Linked DNA regions of Macaca mulatta: region 2 is linked to region 1. The links are chromatin contacts, called in public Hi-C maps. All regions are on one chromosome and are shown on one strand. The core of a region is the stretch at or near the end of the contact, and the rest is flanking DNA. Distances in the headings are between cores, read along the strand shown. Region 1 holds the start of TRIM56 (tripartite motif containing 56). Region 2 holds the start of SERPINE1 (serpin family E member 1).

Region 1 (6,004 bases), core at 2,982-5,481:
GGACACAACCAGGTACCTGCCATCCACCATGGTGGTAACCCGGGGCTTTTCCAGGCCGTGGTAGGCTGTTAGGAAGTCTCCAAGGAGGGACCCCTTCGGGTCCAGGATCACCACCTTGTTGACTTCTCGAAGGGTCAGGAAGATGTAGCCCTTCTTATCCACAGACACAGAGCCCGGCTGGCAGCCATGCAGGCCTGGCCCCTTGTACTCCCCAACCACCTGGCCCAGCCCATCACAGATTACCACACTATTCTGCTGCCAATCCGACCCCACGAAATGCCCCTGGGGGCTGGTGGTCAGAAACACCAGTGCCCGCAGGCCCCGGCTGGCCTTGCCTCCAGGAATGAACCGGGTGGCCAGGCTGCCTTCCATATTGTACACCTCCACGTGGCCCGCCACGCTGACAGCCACACGGTCCCCGCTTGGCAGTGCCGCCACCGCGTGGCTGGCCTGGGAGAGGCTCAGGGCCCGGCGCCACTGCACCTCGCCATCGGGGCTGATGAGATAGAGCCGTGCACCAGCGGAGAAGGCCACGGCGCTCTGCAGGGCAGCCACGCTGCAAGGGGAGCAGCCCTCAGGGACCGGCACGGTGCCCTTGTAGTCGCCGTTGAGGGAGAAGCATTTCAGCGCCCGATTCTGCTCATCCGCCACCAGGATCTCCCGGGGGCCGAAGGGACACAGTCCAGTGATCCGGGGGGACCGCTTGTCCCCAGGCATCCGCGTGGGGAAACTGCAGGAAAAGATGGGTCTGGGGAGGAGGCCAGAGCCGTCCAGGTTCGGGCCCAGTGCTGGGCTGGGCTCTCGGGAAATTGACTTGAGCCTGCCTTTGAACTTTTTCTTCTTGTTTGGTCTGCCACCCCTGTGGGGCTGGGGTCCTCCATCCTCGTGGGGTATCTGGGCCCTGTCCTCCTCCAAGGTCTGGACTCCGTCTTCTCGGGTTGTCTGGGCTTTTTCCTCTTTGGGGGTCTGGGCTCCATCTCTGGCCTGGGGTTGGACCCCACCCTGTCTCTCCGTCTTCGGTGCATCCTCTCTCCTGCTCTGGCTCTCCTCACCTCCCTGGGTACCAGCTCCGTCTTTCCCACCATCCTTCTGGGGCTGCTGCTCCTCAAAGGACAGCTGAAGCAGGTGGCAGTTCTTGTCCAGCAGCCCAGGATGGAGCTCCAGCTGCGGGAGCAGGCAGGGGGCCGGCCCCGGTGCCCAGGGGCAGCCCTGCAGCTGCCGGAGCCGCTGCGCAATTGCCCCTTCCAGGGAGAGAATCTCAGCCTCTCGCCCCAGGCTGAGTACCCGGCGGGCGAAGGCGGCTGCCGCCCTGGCCACCTGCTCACGGCCCTCGAGCTCTGCCAGCCTCCCCCGAGCAGCCTCTTCAGCAGCCTCCACGTGGGCTCGTAGCTGCCCCAGCACCTCCTGCTTCTGGGCCAGCAGGGCCCGGAGGACGCCCTCAGCCGCCTCCTCTACCTGTGTCCCCACCCGGGCCGCCTGCTCCCGCAGCCGGGCCAGCGCCTCCTTCTCCACCCTCCGCGCCGCCTCCAGCTCCACCAGGTTACTGTCCACACCGGCCAGCAGCTCCTCCAGGCCCGGCCTCCGGGCACGCACAGCCTCAGCCAGAGGTAGGCAGGGGTGGTCCAGGTGGGGGTCTAGGCGGCACTCTCTGCACAGCAACTGTGAGCAGGGCTGGCACAGGAAGCGCAGTGCCTCCCCGGGGTGCTGGGGACACTGGGTGGCCTGGCGCTCCCGGGCCTCCTCATCATACCATCCCGCCCTGTAGCCCACCAGGTCCACCACGCGGTGGGTGTGGGTCTGGCGGGTGCAGCGGTGCCCGTCGGCACAGGCCTGGCACAAGTCATCGGCACAGTCCAGGCACCGGGCCGTGGCCGGCCCCCCGGCGCTGGTGCCACCCACCAGGGGACACAGGGCACAGGCTGGCTTCCCGGCACGCAGGTCTCCACAGGCTCGAGCCTTCACCAGGTCCAGCAGCCCATTGACGAAGAAGTTGGTCTTGAAGGCGGCCACACCCTCAGGTGGCACGGGCACGGTTTCGCGACATTCAGGGCAGCGGATGCGGCTGCCATCGGCCAGCTGGCCCAGGCAGTCCTGGCAGTAGGTATGCAGGCAGGGCAGTGTCTTGGGTGCCTGCAGCTGCTCCAGGCAGATTTTACAGGCCAGAAAGTCGCTGCTCAAGGCCTCTAGGAGGGAGGGCGAGGACCCGTGGGAAACCATGCTGCAGGTAGAGGCATCAGGATCAGAGTTGAGAACGCACCTTCACCAGCTCACCATCTAGCTTCTACCCCGACCCCCCACCGTCCTCAAGCCCCACGGGATCCCCAGGGCTAGGGGCTGACCCAATGGCCGGGAAGGAACCTAAGGTCTCACCTGAATGGCCAGGAACTTCCTTCTAGTCTTCTGAGGACTTGGGCCACTTGCTCTTGAGCGAAGGAACTGCCCTCCTCCCTCTTCTCCTCTTCCTCCACTTCCGTGTGTACATCCAGCAAACGTAAAAATGTCAATGCTACTTGTTGGATCAGACCTGCGAGAAATGACAAGACCAGGAGTCCCTGGCCTTAGCTAATGATCGAATCCTCAGCGTCCCCAGTTCACAGGCCTTGTGGCAAACGTGGTGCAAGCCCTCCTGTGTGCACAGGTACCGGGGTCCTGCTGTATGGGGTTCCAGGGTGCGAGGGGCAGGCAGTAAGGACACAGATGGGGATCCCAGTGGGCAGAGATGCCTAGGTCCTGCCAGTTAGGATAGGATCTTGCAGTAGTTTAGGGGGCTTTAGTCCTCCAAGCCCCATACACCTGCCTTCTTTTTATTTTATTTTATTTTACTTTTTAGCAATAGGGTCACCCTCTGTCACCCAGGCTGGAGTGCAGTGGTGCGATCATAGTTCACTGCAGCCTCAAACTCCTAGACTCAAGTCTCTCGAGTAGTTGGGAGTACAGGCATGTGCCACCACACCCAGCCTTTTTTTTTTTTTTGAGACAGAGTCTCACTCTGTTGCCCAGGCTGGAGTGCAGTTGTGCAATCTTGGCTCACTGCAACCTCCACCTGCCAGGTTCAAGTGATTCTCCTGTCTCAGCCTCCCAAGTAGCTGTGATTACAGGTGCGCACCATCATGCCTGGCTAATTTTTGTATGTTTAGTAGAAACAGAGTTTTGCTCTATCGGCCAGGCTGGTCTTGAACTCCTGACCTCAGGTGATCCGCCCTCCTCGGTCTCCCAAAGTGCTGGGATTATAGGCATGAGTCACCATGCCCAGGCACCCAGGCCATTTTTTTAAAATTACCACTTTTTGTAGAGCTGGAGTCTTGCTATGTTGCCCAGGCTGGTCTCCAACTCCTGGCCTCAGGTGATCCTCCCGTCTAGGCCTCCCTAAAGCATTAGGATTATAGGCATGAACTACCGTGCCCACCTGGCCACACACCTGTCTTCTGCTAGACCTGGGGCAGTGTCATGGGTGGTGAAGGCCCCACTTCCTGCATTCAACAGTTTCTAAAGCGGATTCTGGAGCGGGCAGAAAAAAGGCCTAGGGGAAGGGCCGGCCCCCTTCCCGCTGCTGGCTCACCCTCCGATCGACTTGGCCTTGGCTTATCTCCTGGAGTTCTGTTCTTTTAGCTTTTCCTGCTGAACGCATTCCAGAAACCTCTGGAGGGAGGGAGTCCTGAGCTCCTGGCACAGTGGCTGAGACCTACTTGTTGGGCAGACTTGGTGGAATGTCCCCTTTTCTGGGGCCGGGAGGAGACCTCAGAGAGTGGGACGGGGTCTTTCTTGCGGGGACCTGTGGCCACGGAGCGGGAGGGAGGCGGGTGCAGTTTTCCGCCTGCCCTCTCCTCCTGCCTTCCGGGTGCCTCTTCCCCTCCGCGCTCCCCTCCCTTCCTCCTCCTCCTCCCGTGCTCTCTATCCCCTCCCCTCCCCCTACTCCCTCCGCTCAGTCCTTCCTATAGCTGTGCCGCCCCCAACCCCTTACCTAGCCAGAGCGGATCTTGGCCTCTAGGATGGCGAGGGGGCCTGGGGCCTGGAGGCCGCTGTTGCTGGGTGCCTGAAAAAGAAACAAAACTGAAACTAATTGTACTTGTGGTGCAACTTCCGTCCCAGCCGGGGACACACCGACTCGCCTCGCACAGCCTCAGGCCCCGCCTTCCTCCCCACCCGGCCCTGTCCTCTCCCTCGGAGGCCCCCACCCCAGCAGTGGGCAGGATTGGGCTGGAGTCCACCAGCCAGGTCTGTCTGTCAGTCCAGCCTCAGGGCTAAGTGTGTGTATGTCATAAACGGAACTACCTGAGGGCAGGTTCTCTGAGCAGAGGGTGGAGGGTCACAGGGTTTATTTGTGGGAAGAAATGAGGGCTCATCCATGATTCAGAGACCAGGGTAACTAGACAGCAGGGCCCCAGGCAGGGTCTGCAGCTTTGCTAACACCCCTGGCAGGCAGGTGCCTGCAAAGCCTCATTTCATAAACCTTTGCTGAGCTGTAGGAGAGGTTGTGGGGGATCGGATAAGAAGCCTCAAGCTGAGGGAACAGCACAGGCTTCCTGGAGGAGGCATCAGTGAGATGAGTTTAAAGAAGGCAGGAGGATCTCTTGAGCCCAGGAGTTCAAGACCAGCCTGGGCAATATGGTGAGACCCAGTCTCCACAAAAAATTAAAAAACTAGCTGTGCATGGTAGCACATACCTGTAGTCTCAGATACTCAGGAGGCTGAAGCAGGAGGATCACTTGAGCCCAGGAGGTCGAGGCTGCAGTGAGCCATGATGGTGCCACTGCACTCCAGCCTGGAGGACAGAGCAAGACCCTGTCTAAAAAATAAAACAGGCCAGGCGCAGTGGCTCAAGCCTGTAATCCCAGCACTTTGGGAGGCCGAGATGGGCGCATCACGAGGTCAGGAGATCGAGACCATCCTGGCTAATACAGTGAAACCCTGTCTCTACTAAAAAATACAAAAAACTAGCCGGTTGAGGTGGCGGGCGCCTGTAGTCCCAGCTACTCAGGAGTCTGAGGCAGGAGAATGGCGTGAACCCGGGAGGCGGAGCTTGCAGTGAGCTGAGATCGCGCCATTGCACTCCAGCCTGGGCGACGGAGCCAGACTCCCTCTCAAAAAAAAAAAAAAGAAGAACTTGAAAGAATTGCAGTGAGCACCCATATCTCCACAATTTCTGTTCTACAATTATCATTTTAGCATAGTTAATTAATTACATACATATGTATATTTGTTCCTTTTTATCCACATGGCGGAATTTAGGTAGGAAAGTGAACCTGTGAGAGCTCACTCTGGCAGCAGTGGAGAGGACAGAAGGGAGCCTGACCTCAGGGTCTGGGTGAAAGGTCTCCAGGGGCTGAGACATAGATGCCACAGAGGTAGGTGGAAATCCAAAAGAGAGAGGGTCACAGAGGCCACAGCGGGAAATGCTGCACTTCTGGAAGGACGAGGGGTTCTTCTAGAATGCTGCTGACCAGACGGGCAACCAAGGTGAGGACAGAAAAATAGGCGGGGCACAGTGGCTCACACCTGTAATCCCAGCGCTTTGGGAGGATCACTTGAGGCCAGGAGCTCGGGACTAGCCTAGTCAACATGGTAAAACCTTGTCTCTACTAAAACTAAAAAATAAAAATAAAAAACCAAACTTAGCCAGGCATGGTGACAGGCACCTGTAATCTTAGCTACTTAGGAGGCTGAGGCAGGAGAACCGCTTAAACCTGGGAGGCAGAGGTTGCAGTGAGCCTAGATTGCGCCATTGCACTCCTGGGCAACAGAGTGAGACTCTATCTCAAAATATATATTAGCTGCCTGGTGGCTCCCAGCTGAAGTCCCAGCTATTCAGGAGGCTGAAGCAGGAGGTTCACTTGAGCCCAGGAATTCAAGGTTGCATGCACCATGATCATGCCCCTGCACTCCAGCCTGGGTGACAGATCAAGACTATCTCTAAAAAAAAAAAAATTAAAAATTAAAATTAAAATTAAATTCCATGTTGTGAATCTCGTAAGGTCTTAATATAATGGTCAAGGAAGGCCATTAT
Region 2 (5,795 bases), core at 3,294-5,793, 40 kb before region 1:
GATTATAGGCAGGCGCCAACACACCTGGCTAATTCTTTGTATTTTTGATAGAGACAGGGTTTCATTATGTTGGCCAGGCTGGTCTCGAACTTCTGTGCTCAGGCAATCTGCCCGCCCCGGCCTCCCAAAATGCTAGGATTAGAGGTGTGAGCCACCGTGCCCAGCCTAAGATTTGGTTCTTAAAGCATCCAGCCCTCTGTCCATAGAGAATAGAATGCTGAAAAGGAGCGTTGTTTAGGATATGTGGATTTGGTTTTTGTTTGTTTTTTTAGAGATGAGGTCTTGTTCTGTGGCCCAGGCTGGAGTGCAGTGTTGCAAACATAGCTCAATGCAGCCTTGAACTCCTGGACTCAAGTGATCCTCCCACCTCAGCCTCCCAAGTGGCTGGGACTACAGGTGTGCACCACCATGCCCGGCTGGTTTTTAAATTTTTTGTAGAGATGGGGTCTTGTTATGTTGGCCAGGCTAGTCTCAAACTCCAGACCTCAAGCCATCCTCTCGCCTAGACCTCCCAAAGTGTTGGGCTGGGATTACAGGTGTGAACTACTGCACCCAACTGGGATATATGGATTTGTTTCCAAATTCCCTTTCTCTTGAGGCCCCGGGGAACGGGCTTCCTTTCCCTGCCTGCTCACCTTTTGTGTGTGTCTTCACCCAGTCGTTGATGATGAATCTGGCTCTCTCTGCCTCTGAAAAGTCCACCTGCTTGACCGTACTCCGGAACAGCCTGAAGAAGTGGGGCATGAAGCCCTGGACCAGCTTCAGATCCCGCTGGACAAAGATCGCGTCTGTGGTGCTGATCTCATCCTTGTTCCACGGCCCCAAGAGCTCCTTGTACAGATGCCGGAGGGCGGGAGCCATGCCCTTGTCTGTGCAGGGGCAGAGAGGAGAAGACATGTCAGGCTCGTGCTGAATCGAGGGTTCCCAGCCGAGCCCACTTCCCCCACAAGAGGCTCCACCCTGATGAATGGGGGCTACCGTGCTTTCCCAGGGCTCTCTGGAGGGAGATTTCATTCCAGGACAAAATCTCTTTTCTGTATCTCTTCCTTTCTTCAAACGTCTCAGATCCCAACCCTCTCTTTGGGCTAGAATATTTTTCTCTGTTCTTAAGTTATGAACCCTAAATATTTTCTTCCTGTTTTTTTTTTTGAGATAGAGTTTTGCTCTTGTCTCGCAGGCTGGAGTGCAATGACGTGATCTCAGCTCACTGCAACCTCCACCTCCTGGATGAACCCTAAATATTTTCTTTCTTCCTTTTTTTTTTTTTTTTTCCAGACAGGGCCTCCCTTTGTTGTCCAGGCTGAAGTGCAGTGGTGCAATCATAGCTCACTGCAGCCTCCAGTTCCTGGGCTCAAGCCATCCTCCCACCTCAGCCTCCTAAGTAGCTGGGACTACAGGTATGTGCCACCACATCTGGCTAATTTTTAAATTTTTTGTAGAGGCAGGGGTCTCGCTGTTGCTCAGTCTGGTCGCAAACTTCTGGCCTCAAGTGATCCTCCTGCCTCAACCTTCCAAAATGCTGAGATTACAGTCATAAGCCACCTTGCCTGACCTTAGTTTTTTTCTTTTCTTAATTTTTTTTTTTTTTTTTTTGAGACAGAGTCTCACTCTGTCGCCCAGGCTGGAGTGCAGTGGTGCGATATCAGCTCACTGCAACCTCCACCTCCCGAGTTCAAGCGATTCTTGTGCCTCAACTTCCTGAGTAACTGGTATTACAGGTGTACACCATCACATCGGACTAATTTTTATACTTTTAGTAGATACGTGGTTTCACCGTATTGCCCAGGCTGGCCTCGAACTCCTAGCCTCAAGTGATCCTCCTACCTCAATCTCCCAAAGTGCTGAGATTACAGATACGAGGCACTATGACTGGCCTTAGATTTTTTTTCTTATAGTGATGACTGTGCTAAGCATTTCACAAGTGTAATTCCATGAATTCTTTTTTTTTTTTTTTCAAGACAGAGTCTCGCTCTGTTGCCCAGGCTGGAGTGCAGTGGCACGGTCTCGGCTCACTGCAAGCTCCACCTCCCAAGTTCACACCATTCTCCTGCCTCAGCCTGCTGAGTAGCTGGGACTACAGGCGCTTGCCACCATGCCTGGCTAATTTTTTTGTATTTTTAGTAGACACGGGGTTTTACCATGTTAGCCAGGATGATCTCAATCTCCTGACCTCCTGATCTGCCCGCCTCAGCCTCTCAAAATGCTGAGATTACAGGCGTGAGCCACCGTGCCCGGCCCATGAATTCTTTAGGACAGCCCTCTGTGGTTGGTATTTTTATGATCCTCATTTAATAGATGGGCAAACTGAGGCTTAATGAGGTTAAGATCATGCGGTGGTGAATAAGCGGTAAATCCACTGGCCAGACACCCTTGGCAATTCAAGGGTCCAGTGACTTGGGGTGTAGTGGGAAGAAGATGGGGTGGCCCCTGCAGCACAGCTGTATGGGGCTTGGCTCGGCTAAGCCAGAGCCAGCCTTTCCTTGGCTTCTGGTTGGTCTATTTTGCATGCCTCCCACCTCCCCCAGTGTCCCGTGGCTCACCATCAATCTTGAATCCCATGGCCGCTTGGATCTGCTGCCGGGTTTCTCCTCCCGTTGTCAGCTGGAGCATGGCCAACACCGAGGCCACCCCATAGGGTGAGAAAACCACGTTGCGGTCTTTGGAGGCCTGCGCCACCTGCTGAAACACCCTAACCCCGAAGTCTGAGGCCAGGTGGGCCACGTAGGATGGGGGATGGTGCACAGTGGACCCTTCACCAAAGACGAAGGCCAGGCCCAGGACTAGGCAGGCGAGGGCTGGAGACATCTGCATCCTAGAGCAATGGAAAGAGGGCTGGTGAAGGAATCTTTCTGGAAGACAGGCGGGAGGGGAGGGGAGCTGGCCAGCTGTGGGCCCTGCTCTTCTTGTTTCCTGCAAGCAGGTGGTGGGTGAACACTAGGGCAAGGTGCAGGAACAGACCATGACACATTCAGATTCTTAGCCCGTCCCACTCCATCTCACTCAGACTGACTTATCCCCGGGCAGTGGCAGGGAGTCTTTGGCCATCTTGCCCTACGGGAATCTTGGAATCCAGTCCATCTGCCTTCCCTCTGTGTCCCGCTGCCTTTGCAGCACAGGGGGGATTTAGCCCAGGCTCAATTATCAATTATCACATCTTTGATTTGCATGAGCCTTTACATTTGCTTTCTTTTCCTTCCTTCCTTCCTTCCTTCCTTCCTTCCTTCCTTCCTTCCTTCCTTCCTTCCTTCCTTCTCTCTCTCTTTCTTTCCTTCCTCTTTCTCTTTCTCTCTCTTTCTCTCTTTCTTCCTTCCTTCCTTCCTTTCATTCATTTTTTGAGACAGAGTCTTGCTCCGTCATCCAGGCTGGGTGCAATGGCTCAATCTTGGCTCACTGCAGCCTCTGCCTCCCTGGCTCAAGCAATCCTCCCACCTCAGCCTCCCAATTAGCTGGGAATACAGGCACACCAGCACGCCCAGCTAATTTTTGTATTTTTTTTTTGGGAGAACAGGGTTTTGCCATGTTGCCCAGGCTGGTCTCAAACTCCTGGGCTCAAGTTATCTGCCTGCCTCAGCCTCACAAAGTCCTGGGATTACAGGCATGAGCCACAGTGCCTGGCCTTAATTCTCTTATAATGCTTTCCCAGTGATTGTTTCATTCAAGTTAGCAGGTATGAGGTGGGAAATGGGTAAGTGTCTTGATGCAGAGAGACCGAGAGAGTCAAGGTTCTTGTTTCTGGGTGATGGGGTTGTTGATGGGGCCTGACCATCCTCCCTGCTCTCCTGCAGTCACCCCAGGATAGGGTCGACTCAAGGCTGCAGGTCTGAGAAAAAGAAAATAGAGGAATAGCGGGGGATGATGGAGGGAGGGGACTCTGGGGAGACAAGTTCTCTGCCTTACTTCTAAGCCCGAAGTAAGAGGTTGGAGGGAGTTTGCTTTTCTCCTACCTGAAGTTCTCAGAGGTGCTTTGCGATTGGCGGTTCGACCTGCCCTGGCGGCGGCTGCTGAGCTGCAGGAATTCAGTTGCTGGAGGGGGGCGTGTGGCTCTTCTTGACAGTGCTCTTGGCCCTGCAGCCAGACACAGCTGTGCTCCTCCGTGGGCCGCTGCCTCCTTTTATACCAGATGTGGGCAGGAAATAGATGAACTCATACTCCAGCCCCACCCACTCGCTGGCTCTGGGAGTCCGTCTGAACAGCCAGCGGGGCCCCCTTCCCTCGACACCTCCCTCTCCCGGACTTGCTGAGGCATGTGTGTGTGTGTGTGTGTGCGTGCTGCTCTGTGTGTGTACGTGTGTAAGAGGGTTCAGGAACAATTAAGCAAACCCCAATAGCCTTGGCCTGAGGACCTCGCTTGACCCTTCTGCCCTCTGCCTGTGTCTGTCTCTCCCGGATGTCCTGCCAGGTTGACCGTCTGCCATACCGGGTGACCCAAAAAGCCCAGGACCCCTAGTGTTCAGCTTGGAGAAAAAAAACCAGCTCATGTTGCCTGCTTTTCCTTTGGAGAACCAGGTCACTGTGGAGTTATCAAAGATAACCTCCATCAAAATGTGGATGTTTTTCCCCCGGGGCTGTCCACCCGGTGCCCCGGGCCACCTCCAGGAAACAGCGCCCCTCCCTCCTCCTGGGCCTAGCCCAGCAGCCACAGGGCATGCAGCCAGCCACGTGATTGTCTAGGTTTTGTCTGTCTAGGACTTTGGTCCAACAGAGGACTCTTGGTCTTTCCCTCATCCCCGCCATGTGCCCAGCCGCCTCCGATGATACATGGCTGACTCCCCCACGTGTCCAGACTCTCTCCGTGCCCCTGAGGGCTCTCTTGTGTCAACAACCTTGTCTGACTGGGGTTGGAGGTGTGCTGGGTGGGGCGGTGGTGGCTGAACGGGACCAGGGGTTGTTACCATGGTAAAGGCTTGGCAAGGAAACAGGAGACCAACGTGTAAGTTTCACTTCTTCGAGCTGCCCGCTAGGACTTGGGGCAGCTGGTGCTTTATCCTCTTCCTCCAGAAACAGACACGAGGGGAAGAGGGATAGAAGCAGAGTGTCAATTCACGGCGGGTTTGCAGGGTGTGCTTCTAGGGCAAGGGGGTGAGGGGAAGAAGAGTGACTGATAGATTCTGAGCAGCAGTGGTCCTCAACGTTTTTGGCACCAGGGACCGGTTTCATGGAAGACAATTTTTTCACAGACCAGGGTGGGATGCTTTCAGGATGATTCAAGTGCATTACATTTATTGTGTGCTTTATTTCTGTTATTATTACGTTGTAACATATATAATGAAATAATTCCACAATTCACCATCGTGTAGAATCAGTGGGACCCCTGAGCTTGTTTTCCTGCAACTAGACGGTCCATCTGGGGTGATGGGAGACATGACAGATCATCAGGCATTCGATTCTCATAGGGAGCGTGCAACCTACATCCCTCACATGAACAGTTTAGAACAGGGTTCAAGCTCCTATGAGAATCTAATGCCGCCGCTGATCTGACAGGAGGCGGAGCTCAGGTGGTAATGCAAGCGATGGGGAGTGGCTGTAACTACAGATGAAATTTCATTCACCTGCCACTCACCTCCTGCTATGTAGCCTGGTTCCTAACAGGGCATTGACCAGTACCAGCCCCTGGCCCAGAGGTTGGGGACCTCTGCTGTAGAGGGTGGAAACTGGCTAGCCGTGGGTGAGCATGTAGGACTAGACTAGTGGATTTTGCTTTTCGGTTTTTTTTTTTTTTTTTTTTTTGAGATGGAGTCTTGTTTTGTTGCCCAGGCTGAGTGCAGTAGCACTATCTTGGCTCACTGCAATCTCCG

Evidence for each region. Hi-C and Micro-C count contacts between places; a contact is called where the count stands out from the background.
Region 2: a contact with region 1 is called in a Hi-C map of blood, with 3 times the contacts expected there. The contact joins the promoter of SERPINE1 here to the promoter of TRIM56 in region 1. A contact is called at or near these places in 3 of 14 Hi-C or Micro-C datasets (blood, fibroblasts and liver).

The regions. Positions count from the first base shown.
Region 1 is chr3:48,347,230-48,353,233 of T2T-MMU8v2.0, reverse strand. It overlaps TRIM56 (tripartite motif containing 56), which reads right to left and starts at 4,231. Exons shown (of 5, transcript XM_077996501.1): 1 at 3,962-4,231; 2 at 3,560-3,772; 3 at 3,281-3,366; 4 at 2,371-2,524; 5 at 1-2,218. The coding sequence starts at 2,217.
Region 2 is chr3:48,387,987-48,393,781 of T2T-MMU8v2.0, reverse strand. SERPINE1 (serpin family E member 1) reads right to left here and starts at 4,543. Exons shown (of 10, transcript XM_077996533.1): 1 at 3,945-4,543; 2 at 2,541-2,812; 3 at 636-869. The coding sequence starts at 2,811.